6 separate regions of the Mus musculus genome follow, and all the other regions are linked to region 1. A link is a contact called in public promoter capture Hi-C data. All regions are on one chromosome and are shown on one strand. The core of a region is the stretch at or near the end of the contact, and the rest is flanking DNA. Distances in the headings are between cores, read along the strand shown. Region 1 holds the start of Dipk2a (divergent protein kinase domain 2A). Region 2 holds the start of Cep70 (centrosomal protein 70). Region 3 holds the start of Pik3cb (phosphatidylinositol-4,5-bisphosphate 3-kinase catalytic subunit beta). Region 4 holds the start of Faim (Fas apoptotic inhibitory molecule). Region 5 holds the start of Morf4l1 (mortality factor 4 like 1). Region 6 holds the start of Nmnat3 (nicotinamide nucleotide adenylyltransferase 3).

Region 1 (2,803 bases), core at 172-2,671:
AACATCTTAAAATTTGTATTCTGTAGTAGCCTGTAAAAATCACCACCACGTTGAAAATTTCTTCCAAAGACTGAACTCCTACATCACCAAACACAAAACGTTGACCTTACCCGTATTCTTCCAGAAGCGAGTCCTCATGCTACAATCAAATACAGAAAATTCGGGAAAGTGATTCACGATCTTGTATAGATAAGTCTCACTGTCTCAGTAGTTACTCTTTGCATACCCGTTACTACTTACTATGATTTTCCTGTTTGACCTCTAAAAATCAGCGCAGTAAAAGTATATTTAACAGCGACCAGGAATTAGCTAGCTATCCACTCGACCAACAATCACAGGAGTGCTAAAAGTTAAAGAAAAAAAAAGTATTCTAATAGAACATATTTTGAAGTTACTGCTGAAGATCCCAGACCTTCTAAAACTTAACCCCACGCGCGTTAGGCCAGGTTATTTCCGCAGTCTGCTGTTAGGAGCTGGTTAGACCGCACAGGTGCGGCACCTGACGGCCTGGCTCCCTGGGGTCATCGCCACAGCAACGCGTCCTGGCCGCAAGGCAGGCCTGGGCCCAGCCTGTGAAGCATGGGGGAACCGGGCTCCTCGGGGACCCGGCGGGCGGCGCCGGTGAGGAAGGACCTCATCCCGCCAGTGCTCACTCAGCGAAACCGTAACTCAGCCTCCGCAGATACATCGCCAGCCCTGCAGCGGCATTCCGGTCCCTAACCGCTGGCCCACTGTCTGCCCGCAGGCCCTACGGCGGCACAAAGCGCGCGACCCAGAGGTCCCGCCAGTCAAAAGAACAAGCGCGCGCCACACCATATAAGGCCCGGAGCGGGCGGCCAGGCCCCGCCCCCAGGACCTGGCCCGGCCCCACTCCAGCCCCGCCCCCAGGCTTCGGCCCCACCTCCTCCCGCTCCCAGGATGGGCCTCTCTGCTCCCGCTTGCCTCCGCCCTCTCCCTTCCAATGACCTTCCCACAAAGGCCTCCGGGGCGCCTGTGTAGCCCGACAGTCACCCCAGAGTAGCCGTTACTGAAGGTCTCCGGTGGCGGAGCTGGCGAGCTCCGCCCTCCCGGGCGCGCCCTCCACCCACCCTCTCCACCGCCTCCCCGCGAGCTCGCGCTGACGCTTCCCGGGGGCGCGCTCGCCCCGCCCCCGGCCCCGCCCCTCGCTCTCGGGCGTGCCCGCGCGTGGGGGCCCCGCCGCATCCTCTCCTCCCCTCCTCGCACCGTAGCTTCTCGAGTGTGAGGCGTCCGGGACTCCTCACTCGCCCCCGCGCGCGCTGCTCGCCCGGGACCCAGCAAGGCGCAGCTCAAGCGTCCCGGGCGGGAGTGCGCGTGCGCGCGACCGCGGCTCCCGCGCTCCCTCCTCCCCCCCCCCCTCCCCGCGCCTCTATAACTTGGCGGGCAAGGAGGCGGCGCCCGCGGAGTCGGAGGGCGGGGAGCTCGGAGGAGGGCACCGGGAGTTGTGGAGACAGCCGATCGGGAAGTCGCCGCGCTCGGCCGGCGCAGCCCGTCCTCGGGTTCCTTCGCTGCCGCCCTCCGTCTGCGCCGCGGGCCTCGGCGCCGTGGGGCGGCCCGGCGGGGTGCGCTCGCCCGCCCCGGCCCCGGCCGCTGCCGCGCGCGGGCGGGATGTGGCGCCTGGTGCCCCTGAAGCTGGGCCGCCTGTCCCGTGCACTGAAGCTGGCGGCGCTCGGCAGCCTGTTGGTGCTGATGCTGCTGCACTCGCCGTCGCTGCTCGCCTCCTGGCAGCGCAACGAGCTCGCCGACCGGCGCTTCCTGCAGCTCAATAAGTGCCCGGCGTGCTTCGGCACGAGCTGGTGCCGCCGTTTCCTCAACGGCCAGGTGGGCTTCGAGACGTGGGGCCGCCTGCGCCTGCTGGACTTCCTCAACGTGAAGAACGTGTACTTCGCGCAGTACGGCGAGCCCCGCGAGGGCGGCCGCCGGCGCGTGGTGCTCAAGCGCCTGGGTTCGCAGCGCGAGCTGGCGCAGCTCGACCAGAGCATCTGCAAGCGGGCCACCGGCCGGCCGCGCTGCGACCTGCTCCAGGCCATGCCCCGCACCGAGTTCGCGCGTCTCAACGGCGACGTGCGGCTGCTCACGCCGGAGGCGGTGGAGGGTTGGTCGGACCTGGTGCACTGCCCCTCGCAGCGCCTGCTGGACCGCCTGGTGCGCCGCTACGCGGAGACCAAGGACTCGGGCAGTTTCCTGCTGCGTAACCTCAAGGACTCCGAGCGCATGCAGCTGCTGCTCACCCTGGCCTTCAACCCCGAGCCGCTGGTGCTACAGGTAGGCGCGGGCGCGGGGCTCTTCGACGCCAGAGGGAGTGCGTCCCCAACTCTCCCAAAATGCCTCTTCGCGAGTTTCCTTCCGCCCTCCCGCTCGTCCCAGTCTGGATGCCAGTGTCAGTGCGATAGCGAGCCCTTGTACCTCTTTCCGAGGACTTGGGCACCCTGGGCACACGTCCTTTGCTGTCCCGCCTGGCTAGCCTAACTTCCCCGAGTCTGTCTTTGTTTTATTTCTTAGATCATCTCCCTGTTAGTCAATCAGCTAGTTCTGGGACCAGGTGGGAAAGATGAGATCAGAGAGTGGGGTGGTGGTAAAGTGAAGGGAGCTAATTCGTGACTCGTGCTTTGCGTGGAATTAGAAGCTAGGAAATGGGGGAAAGAGTTAGATTTGGGCTGGGAAGGCTAAAGGCCAAGACGGACTTTTGCATCCTGATGCTGTGGCCTGCCCTAGTCATATGGTAATCCGGTTAAGGAAGGAATTAAAGTGTTTTTTTTTTTTTTTTTTAGGTTGGAGCTAGGAT
Region 2 (2,803 bases), core at 94-2,593, 4.7 Mb before region 1:
GTGTGCACTCAGGAGGCAGAGGCAGGAGGATCTCTGTGAGTTCTAGGTGAGCTGGGTCTAGAGAGCTAGTTCCAGGACAGCCAAGGCTACATAAAGAAATCTTGCCTCAAAAAACAAAAAACAAAAACAAAAAAAAAAAAAAAACAAAACCCCCATAAATATAATAGCTGGGTGTGGTGGTGTTTAGCTGTAACCCCAGCATTTCAGAGGTTGGAGGATCAGGAATTCAATGTCGTCCTCAGACGGCCTGCATGAAACCTTGCCTTAACGTGAATCAACAATTCAATTCCAACAACATTGCAACTTGCTCTTCACGGTTTACCATTTACTAGCTATTTACTATTTACAAAAATCCATGCAATGCACAAGATTGAAACCAATGCCTGCAGCGCTGATATGATTACAAAATAAAGTGGCAGGCTAGAGAGACAGCTCAGTGGGTAAAGGCACTTGTCCCAAGAAAGCTTGAGAAGCAATCCTCAGAATCCACAGGAGGCGAGAATTCTGTAACCCCGGGCCTCCTGTAGGGAGATCGGACTCTGCAGCTCTCCCCTCCATCCCCTACAGTATGCAGAAAAACAAAAGACCTTGTCTCAAACAAGGTAGAGGCAATGACCGACGCCCAAGGTTGTCCTCTTTCTCTACGTCTGCACCGTGGCGTGAACAATTATTGATTAGTTGATAATAGTGGGAACCTTGATTAGGCTTTGCTGTGTTTTTCACATTAATCAACGTGGACCCACATAAAGGCGGAGTCCTTAAATTTGTAATGAGTCTGACAGGAGGGGTACTCGCCTACCCTTTACTCCGCGATCTCCCACTTGGCTCCAAATCGCTATCACCTGACAGCGCCGCAAAGAGAACTGGAGCTAGCCCGGAACCCAGCCGATTCCATGTAGGAGTCTAAGCTCAGTTCCTGCTTCCTCTACCAGGTCGCACACCTTCAACACTCGGCTGGGAGAAGAGGTTGAGTGAGGAGCGAGGGACACAAAGCGACGGGCGGGCTCCCCGCAGGGAGGTCCACGCCCACACCTGCACGCGCATTTCCTAGCTAGCGCGTAGGAGCCGGGGCGACTCCATTCTGAGGGCCCTGGCTGGTGAGTGGGACGCTCCGGATTCCGGAGAAGCCACCTTTGGGCGTGCACCTGAAGGGGGCCCACGTAAAGTCCTCGGCGACCCCAAGCGCCACTCACCTCGGTCACAGCCCGTGGCTTCCACCGCGCTCGCCCCCGCGGCCTAAGCCCCGCCTACGCGACCGTTAGCGCAGCCAGGCTGACCAATCGAACTGACGCAGTCGATGGCCTCCCAGCGGGGCGGGACAACACCACCTGGCGCGCCGGGAAGGCGGGTCCACGCCGCGCTCTATCGTTAGCTCCGCCCACGGGGCGGGGCTTCTTCCCGCCTCCACTCCCACCGGACCCGGACTTGCTGCGGCTACTTTGTAGCAGGCGCTTTGACACTTCCTGGACGCTCCGCCTGATAGTCGCTCAGTCACCATGGTGTTTCTTTGATCCCCGAGAAGCTAGAAATACACACATTTGCGGTTGCAAGTGAAAGTGAGGCCGGGGCTGCCTTATTATCACTGGATGCCTGCGCTCCCTACAGCTCCCCCTCACGCCCTGACTGCGAGCCTTTTTCAGGAACTGTCTGCACGGGGCAACCCCAATAAGCATTTCTTGATAACATTTCACCTTCTCCTTGAATATTTTCAAAGGTCTACGAAGAACTGAGATGCCTGCCTGACGAAGCTCAGTCTAGATAGGCAGTTTGGGCTCCTGTTAGACACTGATAAGACTGGTTAATAAAGGGTTTGTGGCTACAGAGATAAAAGATTACATAAGGACATGAGGCACAACTCTTGCTTCAACTTTAGATAAGCTGAAAAGCCTTGAAAACGATCTATGGGCCTCCAGGTTAATTAAGTCAAGATCTCTAAAGTGGGGCCCACACGTCCAGAGTTTATATGGTTCCCCGAAGTGATTCTAATGTATAGCCAGGAGGGAGAACCAACTGTCCGCTGAGAAATAATTAAGACTGATTCTAAACCTGGTGGGGAAGAGGGACTGGAGATGTAGATCAGTTGGTAGAATTCAGCGTCCGGGAAGCCCTTGGGTTTGATTCTTCAACACGGCCTAAGACAGGCGAGCTGACACGTGCCTGTAATTCCAGAATTTAGGAGGTACAGGCAGATCAGGAGTTCAAGGTCATCCCTGGCTTTATAGCAAAAGTCAAGACCACCGGAAGCTACAGGAGGCCTTGGCTCAAGGAAAAAAATAAAACGAAGGTCCTTCTCCACTCTTTTCAAAAACCAAAAGTGGGTTAAGAAATCCAAAATATGTAAGGGAAAAAAAATCATGTTCGCAGTCTAAAGGATGACCTCGAGTTTTCAGGAATCTACCATCGTTGTCCTTGCAACTTACAGCCACACGGTGGCGGTATTGACAACAGGCATTTCCAGAAGGACTTGGGAAATGCAAGTCCCATCAGGGTCTTAGTGACCCTAATACATCAACTAAAGTGACTCTCTCTGGGTGGTCCAAGGGCACATCTCTTAAGAGAGTACTGCTCTCAAGCCCACGTTTAGGCACACAGTGAGTCTAAACTGTGTGTGTTCTCTGCAAACACATCCCAATCCCTCTATTCCCCCTCATGGCCCCTTCCTTCCCTTTCTATATCTGGATATTCACACTACGGAGCTGACAGATTTTCATTTTCAGCTTCCTAAGACAATCTAACTGCTTACCTTTTCCAGAACAATAGGGTGACTTTCCCAATCTTCTGAGCCAACCCATAGGCCAAACAT
Region 3 (2,803 bases), core at 208-2,707, 4.6 Mb before region 1:
TGTCTCTGTCTGTCTCTGTGTCTGCCTCTCTCTCTCTCTCTCTCTCTCTCTCTGTCTCTGTCTCTCTCTCTCTCTCCAGGTTTCTCTGTGTACTCCTAGCTTTCCTGGAACTTGCTCTGTAGACCAAGCTGGCCTCAACTCACAGATCTGCCAGCCTGGCTTGTGTCACCAACCCTTTCTGCTTGGTCAGAAAGCCATTGCTAGTCTAGTGCAAGATACTTTTGCTTCTGTGGTGGACATGAGACTGACCTTGTGGTGGAGGGGAAGGAAGAAGCTTGGTACAAGGGTCGAGGATCAACGTGTGAAGGTCCTTTACTGACATTTCTGGCTGTGAGCTCGCTAAATATTAAGGGGAATTCTATTCATTAGACATCTGAAAAGACCTGGGCTTCACAGTTGGGTTAAGCATTTAATGTCCCACTGGCAATGGGCTGAAGCCTCAAAAGCTCCACATAAAATTACTTGTAGAAACCCCAAACTTGTACAAGCATGGTGAAATAGGTTAACCTCTGTTTTTTGTTTTTGTTTTTGTTTTTTTTTTGAGACAGGGTCCCTGCTATGCAGCTTTGCCTAGTCTGCAACTCAGGAAGTAACCTAGCTGGCCTGGCAATGCACCTGCCTTCTGGTCCTGAATGCAGAGCTTTATAGGCATTAGCCACCACGCTTGATTTTTTTTTTTTTTTAAATCACTTAGTTACATCCGCAGAATCAAACTATTGTTTTGACACCTTGTCTCATTTTCCTTCTACTTGTAGATTCTATCCTAGACTACTTAAGTATTTGCTTGAATTGTTAGAGTGGCGTTAGGTTACAGTAGGTTTACTATATGTAAACAAAAAGACTACAAGTATCCCACGCAGGACCTCTTAGGCTATGTGAGTGCCCTACCGCTGAGCTCTATCCGCCGCGCCCAAGGTTTGGCTGACAGTAAGTGAAATTCAAGCGTCTCACTAAAGAGCCATGAAATTTCCCGACAGCAGGGAGACAGAGGCGAGAAAAAAAAAAAAAAGCGCTGGGCGAAGTGTAAGGTTTGGCAGCCAAACGTCAGCTGCGGTGGTGCAGAGACGAACACAGAAGTGTTTCAAAGGCTGGACTCTTTACATCTAAATGATCGTTCACATCGCAGGGAATGGAAGGCCAGCTGGGCCGTGGGAACAAAGGGGAGTCTGCGGAGAAGCGGAACCGGGAGGTGCAGGTTTTCCCGAAGGCGGCGAGCTGGGGGCTGCAGACACCGCAGTGCTCTGCGAGCCAACCCCAGCGCGCCGGCAGCGCAGTAGGAACGCGGCACCGACAGCCGCACAGGGCGAGGCTGGTGCTGCCTCCCCTCGAGGGGCGGGGCTTGCGCGGTGAGTGGGCGGGGCTGCCTGGAGGCGGGCGTCGGGGGATTGGCCCTAGAGGGTGGGCGGGGCCGGGCAGCGGGGAGGAGAGCCCGGGAGGCTCGCGCGCGCGCTCGCGCAGGCGCGGGCACGGCGGTGGCGCGCGCGTGCTCCGTCGGGCGGTGCAGCGGCTGCGACGGAGCCGGCCATGGTCGTGGGCGGTGGGCGGGTGTCGCGCTGAGCCCCGAAGGCAGCAAGAGACTGGGAGCGGGGCATGCGGGTGTCGGAGCCAGGCGGGCACGGCTGCGGGAGCTGCTGACGGCGCTGCGGGATCGGGAGCCGGTGGCGGCGCGCGGGGCAGGTGAGCGCGGGAGGCGGCGCGGGCTGCGGCGCTGGCGGCTCGGGCGGGCGCTTCCTGCCGGGCTCGGCCGCGGGAGCGCGGGCTCCGAGGTACGCGGCGCCCAGGCCTCGGGCGGCGGACACCGAGCAGCGGAGGGCGCCCGGTGGGCGACCACAGAGAGAGCGGGCGCGGCACGGCCCAGCCGGTGTCGGTGCGGACGCCCGGCGGCTGCGGACCCTCAGGTGTTTCGGCGCAGCGTTCACCGCACGATTCCGGGCTCTCCGGTTTCAGACCGGTCAGAGTCCCGGTGCTGCGGCTAACCCGTCCCGCGCGGCCTTGGCTGAAATACCCCGAGGAGACGTGAAGCGGGAACTGTGAATACTCACCTCCCGGGATTGCGGGAGGCCGTGCTAACCTCGCTGTAAGTGCTCGGTGGACGGGAGCTTTTGGGAGTCGCTCACTGCAGCATCCTTGCTGGCTCTGGCTTGTTCCTTCCTAGAGGTTGGTATTGGGGGCAAATTTATTTCCGAACCGCTCTAGTGTTGCAATAAGCTCAACTCGAGTTGCTTAACGAAGGAGCCTGTTATCTTACAGCGGCCAGAGTAGGATTCTGTAGTCTCTTCCTAGAATTCTGTAGTTTCTCTCTTGGAAAGGCTGACTTGGAAACCTGTCTTGGGTACGGAGTGAATTAGTGCTAAGAATCCTATCAGAATCAGAGTTTACACAACGTGGAAGATGGTGGTGGGACATGTTACCTGACTTACTTTGGTATTTAACCCATCTGAAGTGACACTTAAATTGTCACTTGTTACAGAGTATAAACACAGGAAGAGTATGGAAACATACTCCTTTTTTCCTGCATTGCTACATCCGAAGGGAGTGACAAGTGCTTTTGTAAACATCGTTGTGGGCAGTGTTACTTACTGTCTGGTGAAGTCATCATAATTAAATTAGATGAGTATTTATTCTGAAGTGCTGAATGGATGTTTGGGAATACCAGTCGTAATGAAATCTCCAAGGAGTCTGAGTTTCCAGGAGTTCATTATCACTTGCGGGTCTTGGTACTGCTTTGTAAGTTTTTTTGTTTTGTTTTGTTTTATTTTGTTTTGGATCTTTTGAGACAGAACCTTGCGGTGTTATGGATCTT
Region 4 (2,803 bases), core at 112-2,611, 4.4 Mb before region 1:
TTTGTTTGTGTGTTTGACCGGAAGTTCCAACAGTCTTGTGGCTTGTGATCTTACACACTTCAAGTTCAGTACTTTCAAAGCTCATTGGAGTTGCTCTCTTGGCCCAACAGGGTTTTTTCTTAATTTACTTTGGTTGTGATCAATATAATTCATATTATACCTTGTTATTATACCTTCATATTACCACTTGTTTCACACCTGTGTTCTGACCCCACCACTCTGTCCTAAGCCTCACCATGACCTGCACAGGTCTGCTTTTAGCAGAAAACCTTATATGGAATAACAACCCCCAGATCACTAACGATGATTTTACTATATACTGTATTTCCAAAATCCATTCGGTATTTCAGAAACGGTGCTTATCTAATCTAATTATGATGACGTCACCAGACACTAACACCGCCCACAATGACATTTACATGAGCATTGGTTGCAGTACAAGGCAATTTTCAAATTTTCAGACTTGTGTTTACTCGCTGTTACAGGTGACAGATTGAATGCAACGTTAGATGGTTAAACAGCAAAACAACTCAAGTTACCTGTCCCACCATCTTCCACCTTGAGTACAGCGTAATTTCGCTGGGTTTCATTGAACCAATTCATTCTATACCTGAGACAGGTCTCCAAGTCAGCCTTTGCATGAGAAAAACAACAGAATTCTAGGAAGAGACTATAGAATCCCACTCTGCCCGCTGTAAGATAACAGGCTCCTTCATTAAGCAACTCGAGTTGAGCTTATTGCAACACTAGAGCGATTCAGGAATAAATCTGTCCCTAAAGCCAACCTCCACGAAGGAAGTAGCCACAGCCAGCAAGGATGCTGCAGTGAGCTGCTCTCAAGAGCTCCCGACCACCGAGCGAGGTTAGCTCGGCCTCCTACAACCCCTGGAGGTACGTGTAGGTAGGTACTTGTAGGTACCTCTCCGGGGTATTTGGGCCAAGGGCCGCCTGGGACGCAGTCAGGAGCGGCACCGAGACTCGGACACGTCCGAAGCCCGAGAACTCCGGACCGCGCCACGAATACTGCGCCGAGGCACCGGAGGGTCCGCAGCTTCGGGTGGCCGCCCCACACCCCTTCTTTCCGGGGCCTCTTGCCCTGAGCCCACACTGCGGCTTGCTGTCTGCCGACCGAGGCCTGGGCACCACGCATCTCGGAGCCCGCTCGGCCAGGCCGAGCTGGAAGCGCCCGCCGAAGCTGCCAGCACCGTCTCCCGCGCTCACCTGCTCCGCGCGCCGCCACCGGCTCCCGATCCCACGACGTAGTCAGCAGCTCTCGCGGCCGCGCCCACCGGGCTCCAGCACCCGCATGCCGGGCGCCCAGCCTCCTACTGCCTTCCGGGCTCAACGAGACCCCGCCCACTGCCCTACTGCGCCTGCGCGAGTGCGAGAGCCCTTTTCAGAGGCTCCGCCCACGCTCCGCGCGAAAACCAATTCCCGGTGTCCGCCTCCATAGGCCCCGCCTACCCTCCGCTTTGGGGCCAATCCTGCTCCTGCTGTGCGCCGCTCTGCGCCCTTGTGCACAGTTGAGCGCTCTGCGGTGCGCCCTGCTGCGCCGCTGCTGCCCCTAGGCCCTGTGGGTGTCACTTTCTTGTTTGTTGTGCAGGTCTGACAGCAGCTTTTGTAGCCTTCCGGATAACCCGCACCTCCGGGAGAGGCAACTCGTCCGCTGAGACCCTTTGTTCCCACTGCCCTGCCGGCCTTCCATTCTCTGCTATAAGAACGGTCATTTTAGGTGGAAGAGTCCAGCCTTTGAAACCCTCTGTACGACCACAGGGGTCGTTTGGCTGCCGAGCCTTACACCTAGCCCAGAGGTTTTTGCTCGCCTTGTCTCCCTATTTTATATATACTTCTTCCTTTAGTGAGATGTTTGAATTTCACTTACTGACAGACAAACCTTAGGGAAAGAGTATAGAGTTCAATAATATAATAGGGCGTTTAGTTATCCTGGGTGAGGTCGTGGGTTATGTAAATTATTTTTAGTGTATATAATACATATGTACAAACACACAACCACTGAATTGTCCCTAATGCTATTGTAAAGTCTCAGACAAACAGGTAAGTAAGTAATGTCGGATAGAATCTACAGTTTCATTTATATAAAGGGAACGAACCAATGAGAGATTTTTTTTAAGTCTGATAAAGATTTAATTTGGGAGTGTTTGTGCCTGTTTAGTTGATATTTAAGAGAATCTCACTACGTAATTCATAAGAGCCTCACACTTGGATTCCAGACCCTCCTGCCTCAGTCTCCCCAGTGCTTGGATCACCATGCCTATCTACCCAGCCCTCAGGAGGTTGAAACAGGAGGATTGCAAGTTCCAGGCTACCCTAAGCTTTATAACTAAGCCTTGTTTCAAAAAACTAAAGTAGTAAAATTTAATGAAGCAGAAGTTTCAGGCACGGTATCTGCAACATTAAAGAACACTGGTCTACTTAATATTCTGAAATTTCTGACTGTCATGGCAATAAATTTTTTTTAAAGAAAAGAATAGACAAATGGGAGAGAACTGGACAAAACAGATGGCAGACACATTGTACCCCTTACATAAAAGAGTTTCTATGAATAGATTTTTAAAATGCCAAATGGTGTTTTTCAATTATTGGTGAAATGTTCAAGTAGGATATTAGAAGGACAGGGAATATAAATGGTCAATTTAAAAAGACCTTTTCTGATTTCTAGCACTGAGGGAAAAAGCTTACTCTTACCATGGACTCAACCAACTGCAACTCAAAAATCTTTTGTGAGGTCTAAGAGTTGCCTAGCATACCCGAAGCCCTCAATGTAAAACTCAAACACTAAAAC
Region 5 (2,803 bases), core at 179-2,678, 4.4 Mb after region 1:
TCTGCCTGCCTCTCAAGTGATGGGATTAAAGGCATGTGCCACCACTGCCTGGCTGCTGTCCTGATTTTGAATCAATGATGAAAATGTTCACTCTTATACCTAGCTTCTTCTGCACAACATACTTCTGTTGATTTAAAATCAGAGAGTGGAAATAACATGTGTGGCAAGGATGTGGGAAAACAGGTATCCTCAACTTGCTGGTTGAAATGTAACCTGAGAAAACTTTTCACAAAGTAGTTTAAAGTACATCAGAACCAGGTTTGGTGGTGCATACCTCTAAATCCAGCACTTGGGAGGCAGAGGCAGGTAAATGTTTGAGTTTTGGCTAGCCTGGTCTACAGAGCTAGTTCCAGGACAGCCAGGGCTACACAGAGAAACTTGGTCTCAAAAAAAAAAAAAAAAAAAAAAATAACTGAAAAAAAAATAGAGACAGAGTTTCAGGAGCTAGACACTGTGAGTTCATGGTCCTCTCAGTCTATATAGCCAGTTCCAGGCAAGCCAGGGTTAAATATATTTAGTAAGACTCTGTTGAAAAGAGAAAAGGCTTTGACATAAAGGTTTGCCTAGGATAATTAGGTAGCTACAAAGTGTGGAAGGGCTTCAAATATCAGGGTGACTGTTTTCTGACTTATCTCCCTAATTAACAGCTCTGATCCTTTGTGTGCAATTCATGTAATTTAGTGGGTACAGGGGTACAGTGTTATTTCACAGCAGAGTACATTAAGGAGTTTTTGAACATAGGAACAATGTGAAGAGAGGTTTTGTTGTTGTTGTGGGTTGGGTTTTTTTTTTTTTGAGTATACATCCAATACTACCCCAAAGAAATAAGATGGCAAAAGATGGTACAAAGGGGTTAAGTATGGAACCTTGACTTTGACAGCAATCCAGGTTTGCCCCCTTTAGTGAGACTAAGTACTTCAAGAGTCAGAAGCTGCAATCTACAAATAGTCATGGGAACCGGACCCCCACCCCCTCCCAACCCCCAACTCCCTCAAACAGGGCATGGCTTTCTAGACACCGAAGCTTCTGGAGAGGATCACCTTCTCACTCGCATCTAGCTTCATTTCTGGCTTCCAGCGCTCTCCTAGGCCAAGTCCTGGTGATGCCGTGGAACTCAGGCTGCAGAGACAGTCCTGTCCTCAGGCCACTTCAACACCCCACCACATTTACCTGGCTTCATTTCCTATCTAAGCATCTGCCCCCCTTGAGTTTTTCCCATCCTTTCGTCACTAGCTAGTGATTTACTTATTCCTTCCTCTTTGTCACCTACAGAAAATAAAAATCTGGGTTTTAACAAGCCTCTGGGGTCTGGATACTTAGAGGGCTGGGGTTGGGGACAGGGGCGGTGGTGGATCGCGGGCGTGGGGGGGGGGCAATTGTCTCCCACTCCCCTCCCCCACCCTGCTGGCGTCATCCGAGGTCGAACTACCAATCCCGGCATGCCTCTGGGCGGCACGGGCGCAGGCTTGTGTGCGTAGCGGTTAGCCGTTGGCTGAGGCGGCGGCTGCGCGGGTCGCGGTGCTGTGAGGTCAGGCGGCGCTGGCAAATCGCGCCCAGGATGTAGAGCTGGCTGTGGCCGACGGCGCGTCTGACGCTGAGTTGGGTGGGGTAGAGAGTAGGGGGCGGTAGTCGGGGGTGGTGGGAGAAGGAGGAGGCGGCGAATCACTTATAAATGGCGCCCAAGCAGGACCCTAAGCCGAAATTCCAGGAGGGTGAGTGTGCCGCTTTGGGGAGAGGCATCTAACGGTGCACGGGAGAGAGGCTGACTCAGGGCGCTGGAGGTTTGGGGGTCGGGGTCGGCGGGGCTTGCGGCCGGGGGAAACCGTGCAGGCCTTGCTTTGTAAGGGGGAAAGGCGCACTGCGGAGGGTAATCTCAGTGCGTCATCCGCGACAGTGCTCGGTGGCGCGAAAGCGAGCCCCCGGCCACGGCCAGGGCCGAGGGCATCTCCGTGCGTGTGGCAGAGCCTCGGCGCTTGTTTGTTTGTTTTTCCGAGAGCGGAGAAAGTCTATTGAAGGGAGGTGCCCGGCGGGCGGGTGAGCGATGGCGACGGCGACGGTTGGGAGGTGATGTGGCGTGGGGGAGGGGAGCAGCGGCAGCGCATCCTCCCCGCTTAGCTCTCGGCCGCGGGCCGCGCGGGCGACTGTGGGCCGAAGGTTCGAGGCTGTTGGACAAACGAGCGGCTCTGTCTCGGCGTTGTGTGGAGTTCTGCTGTTGGGAGGACAGGGGATGGGGGGTGGGCTGTGCGCCCCGCGGCGGGAGAACTGCGTTGTAAGATGGCCGCGGCAAGATGGCCGCGCCATCATGGCTGCCGGCGTCTCGCAGCTTACACGCAGCTTCGGGCCAGATGCAGCGCCCCCTGGCACGGCGATCACGCGCAGACCAGTTCCTCCTCTTGCCTCTGAGTGATGGGTGGGGACAGAAAAAAAAATAAAACTGGAGCCGCCCGAGCGAGTTCCTAGGCTTGCTGTTGCCTGAGGGCATCGTTTTGCTGTTTTTGGAGCTGTGCGCCAGGGCCCTTTAAGTACTCTGTGCTCTGCCGAGCGGTTCTCGTGGAAACAGTTTTTAGTTCCTCCTTAGGGCGTTTCCATCTTGAGATGCATGGCCTCTTTGTCATTTTTAAATACAGTAGTTGCTTGACTGGTTGTAGTAGTATTCGATTTTAATGGCGATTTGAAAGCTAACGCTTATTAGTTGGCTTTGACTGAGAACGTTGCTGATGAACGGTTACTGCTAATGGAAAGCAGTTACTCGGTTCTCACAACTCATCTGTCGAGGTGATTTACTGATATACTAAAGGAAATA
Region 6 (2,803 bases), core at 124-2,623, 3.8 Mb before region 1:
TGTGAGAGTTTACTCATCTGTCAGAGGGGAATGTACTAAGGCGGGGGGGGGGGGGGGGGAAGCTTACTCTGAGACAGACACCTCAAGTTCAGTCTTGAGGAGCAGAGATACCTTCACCCCTGCTGTGCCCGCTGCTGTCTGAACAGCTCTGGCAGCTGCTTCCCACAAACCCATTTCCTGGTAGTACAAGCAGTCCCATCTTAGAACAGTGGCTTAAGAAACTGCCGAGGCAAATGCCCTGATCAAAAGCAACTCGGGTAGGAAGCCTTTATTTGCCTTGCTCTCCCAACGTCACAGTCCCATTAATGATAGAAATCCAGGCAGGGGCTGAAGCTGAGGCCATGGAGGACCACTGCTTCCTGGCTTGTTCTCCAAGGCTTGCTCAGCCTATTACAACTAAGGACCACCACTGGGGTGGGGGACGTGGGAAAGGGTGTGGTGGAATCCCCCACTGTGGGCTGAGCCCTCCTACATACATCAGTAATCAAGAAAATGCCCCCACACCCTTTTGGTCAGGTTAGTCTAATGGTGGCATTTAAAAACTCCAAGTTCTCTCTTTCCAGATGACTCACTTGTTGACGTCGACTAACTAGGACAGGAACTCGCAGGCACCAGCTCTCTGCAGGACGATCCCAAGGGAACCTCCTTCCCAAGCCTTACTTTATGTCTGGAATTCCGTCATTCACGGGGTAGCTTTAGCTCCAGCAGGTTTTGCTGACGGGAAACGTAATAAAACTTCTCCAGCACCCTGCGCTTTTATTTACTTATCTTAAAAATTATCTCCACAGCTCCTACTAATTTGAACTGTCATACTTTAATGTGTGTGGTTTGCCTTTGCTGGAGGTCTCCTCGCTAGTCTGTGCTCTGCGGGGCAGCACGCTACACGTGACAATCGCTGGAACCCCACTTAGGCCAATAGAAAGAGAACACTGAACAATACGCTGTAATTGTCACACACTTACTTTTAACTGACTGTAAACGTGCTGCAGGGGGGATCCGAACCCGTGTCAGCTCGAGCCAATCGGTCAGAAAAGTGACCGTGGGGCTAGCGTGGTTCTGCGCTCCACAGCCATCTGACTCTGTCGTGCGCGCGCGCGCCCGAGTCGCCGCCCCCGAGAGTCACGTGGGCCTGGTAGGTACGCGGGGACTCAAGGCTTCGTGGACACCCACGCGGGCGAAGCAGGCAGCCAAGGTCGCTGGCTGTGCTTACCTGCGCGTCGCGGGGCTCCGCTCAGAGTCAACAGGGACCGCGGATCTGCTGCTCGACCAGGATGGGTCACCCCGCAGATCGCCCTAAGACTAACTAGTCTTGACCCAGGCTGGGGGCGGAGCCGCGAGTGAACTTGACCTTGCGCTCCCAGCTTCCTGCTGTGGGCGGAACTCCCGGGAGACAGAGCGGAGCTTTGCCCCGCCCCCTCAGCGACCTAAGACCACGCCCCGTGCCCCGCCCCCGCTCTTCAGGTCCTCAGTAGATTGTCATCTGTGGCCTTTCTGCTCTGTGTTTTCATTTTTTACTTTTTTTTTTAGTTTTGTATTCTGTTTGTTTCTTTCATCTAACTTTCACTCTGGTTTTTAAAAGCCTGAATTAAAACCATATCAAGCAATGTATGAACAGTTCTTAAAGTATAAAATAGCTACTTACAATGAAAGAAACAAGCCCCTCCTGTTCTGCTCTACCTAGAGCCCTTTTTCATCAGTCCCTTCCTTGGATGGTCACTTTTTGTCGCAAAAAAAAAAAAAAAAAAAAAAAAAAAGAAAGAAAGAAAGAAAAAGAGCTTACATAGCGATTTCTTGATTTATCTATTGACTTTCTGCCATGTTAGATGAGGATTTACTCTTCCTGGGCCCCTGCTTCCCTCTTCTGACACATTTACACCTCTATTCTCCAGCTCTGCCTTGGTGAGGATAAAGGTTGTGGGGGGATGGGGTTCTGAAGCTGGCACAGTTTGGGGGAGGGGAAAATGGGGGCTATTTTAGAAAGAAAATACAATTAGGACTTTCTGGCAAGTATATTCATTCATACTAAGAAATTGCAACCGAATCCTTGGAGATTCAGGACCTACTCCCGGAGGTCTTTGTGTAATTTAGAACCTTAATTTGCCTCGCTAATGCAGAGTAGTTTCTCAGCCTCCCATAACCCTCTATAACTGCCCAGCCCTCACAAGAAGCTTCACCGTGGCCTGTCAATCCTAATGGAGTGAGTTGCAGGGTGGGGGGAAAAATCAAGGGTGATGTCAAGGCTTGTGAATGCTAAACATTTAAGCTCCCCCCTCCTCCTAGCCACAGTGATAAATCAACTCCTGGGTGGAGAGCTAGCTCTGGACCCAGTTTCTATCCCCAGTCTCCCATGATATTCCCAGGCTCTTAGGAAGGGCCACACCTTTGCCATTAATCAGTATGTGGGCACACAGGTAGCCCCACTAAGAAACCAGGGAAAAGATACCTCCCCACTCAGGCAGTAGACCCTGTGCCCTTTGCGTTTCTTCTGGGAAACTTAGGGTACAATGCACCTCCATAAAGTGACCCCAAGCAAGCAGCTTTACCTACTCAGGTTTCAGTTTCCTTCCCTGTAATCAGTAGAAACAACCCTCTACCTCGATGGCTTTGGAGGAGGTTCAAGCAGCACGATAGTAGCTAAGTGTACAGTGTCCTTTGGATAGTTTCTTACTGATGCCAGCAGCGTAGGTGGTGTGTCACAAAATTTGGAGGCATCTGTGAGCATATGTAGTGTACACACTCCTACAGGTTGGTTTACTTTCATAAATTAACCAAAGGCCAAGTCTTTCTGAGTCAGGACCCGGGG

What was found. Promoter capture Hi-C pulls out the DNA fragments that hold promoters and counts their contacts.
Region 2: a contact with region 1 is called in a promoter capture Hi-C map of erythroid cells, with 13 times the contacts expected there. The contact joins the promoter of Cep70 here to the promoter of Dipk2a in region 1. A contact is called at or near these places in 1 of 39 promoter capture datasets (erythroid cells) and 2 of 484 Hi-C or Micro-C datasets (CD4 T cells and CD8 T cells).
Region 3: a contact with region 1 is called in a promoter capture Hi-C map of erythroid cells, with 52 times the contacts expected there. The contact joins the promoter of Pik3cb here to the promoter of Dipk2a in region 1. A contact is called at or near these places in 2 of 39 promoter capture datasets (erythroid cells and pre-B cells) and 1 of 484 Hi-C or Micro-C datasets (CD4 T cells).
Region 4: a contact with region 1 is called in a promoter capture Hi-C map of erythroid cells, with 5 times the contacts expected there. The contact joins the promoter of Faim here to the promoter of Dipk2a in region 1. A contact is called at or near these places in 2 of 39 promoter capture datasets (erythroid cells and pre-B cells).
Region 5: a contact with region 1 is called in a promoter capture Hi-C map of pre-B cells. The contact joins the promoter of Morf4l1 here to the promoter of Dipk2a in region 1. A contact is called at or near these places in 3 of 39 promoter capture datasets (cranial neural crest, erythroid cells and pre-B cells).
Region 6: a promoter capture Hi-C map of erythroid cells shows a contact between it and region 1, with 17 times the contacts expected there. The contact joins the promoter of Nmnat3 here to the promoter of Dipk2a in region 1. A contact is called at or near these places in 1 of 39 promoter capture datasets (erythroid cells) and 1 of 484 Hi-C or Micro-C datasets (rod photoreceptor).

Annotation. Positions count from the first base shown.
Region 1 is chr9:94,536,699-94,539,501 of GRCm38.p6, reverse strand. Dipk2a (divergent protein kinase domain 2A) reads left to right here and starts at 1,421. Exons shown (of 3, transcript NM_001033145.2): 1 at 1,421-2,283. The coding sequence starts at 1,627.
Region 2 is chr9:99,241,881-99,244,683 of GRCm38.p6, reverse strand. Cep70 (centrosomal protein 70) reads right to left here and starts at 1,343. Exons shown (of 18, transcript NM_023873.4): 1 at 1,194-1,343.
Region 3 is chr9:99,138,865-99,141,667 of GRCm38.p6, reverse strand. It overlaps Pik3cb (phosphatidylinositol-4,5-bisphosphate 3-kinase catalytic subunit beta), which reads left to right and starts at 1,457. Exons shown (of 24, transcript NM_029094.3): 1 at 1,457-1,677. It also overlaps the pseudogene Gm2773.
Region 4 is chr9:98,984,931-98,987,733 of GRCm38.p6, reverse strand. Faim (Fas apoptotic inhibitory molecule) reads right to left here and starts at 1,361. Exons shown (of 5, transcript NM_011810.3): 1 at 1,222-1,361.
Region 5 is chr9:90,113,445-90,116,247 of GRCm38.p6, reverse strand. Morf4l1 (mortality factor 4 like 1) reads left to right here and starts at 1,428. Exons shown (of 12, transcript NM_024431.3): 1 at 1,428-1,712. The coding sequence starts at 1,673.
Region 6 is chr9:98,295,140-98,297,942 of GRCm38.p6, reverse strand. It overlaps Nmnat3 (nicotinamide nucleotide adenylyltransferase 3), which reads right to left and starts at 1,373. Exons shown (of 5, transcript NM_144533.3): 1 at 963-1,373. Gm46126 (a long non-coding RNA gene) reads left to right here. Exons shown (of 2, transcript XR_001779264.2): 2 at 564-746.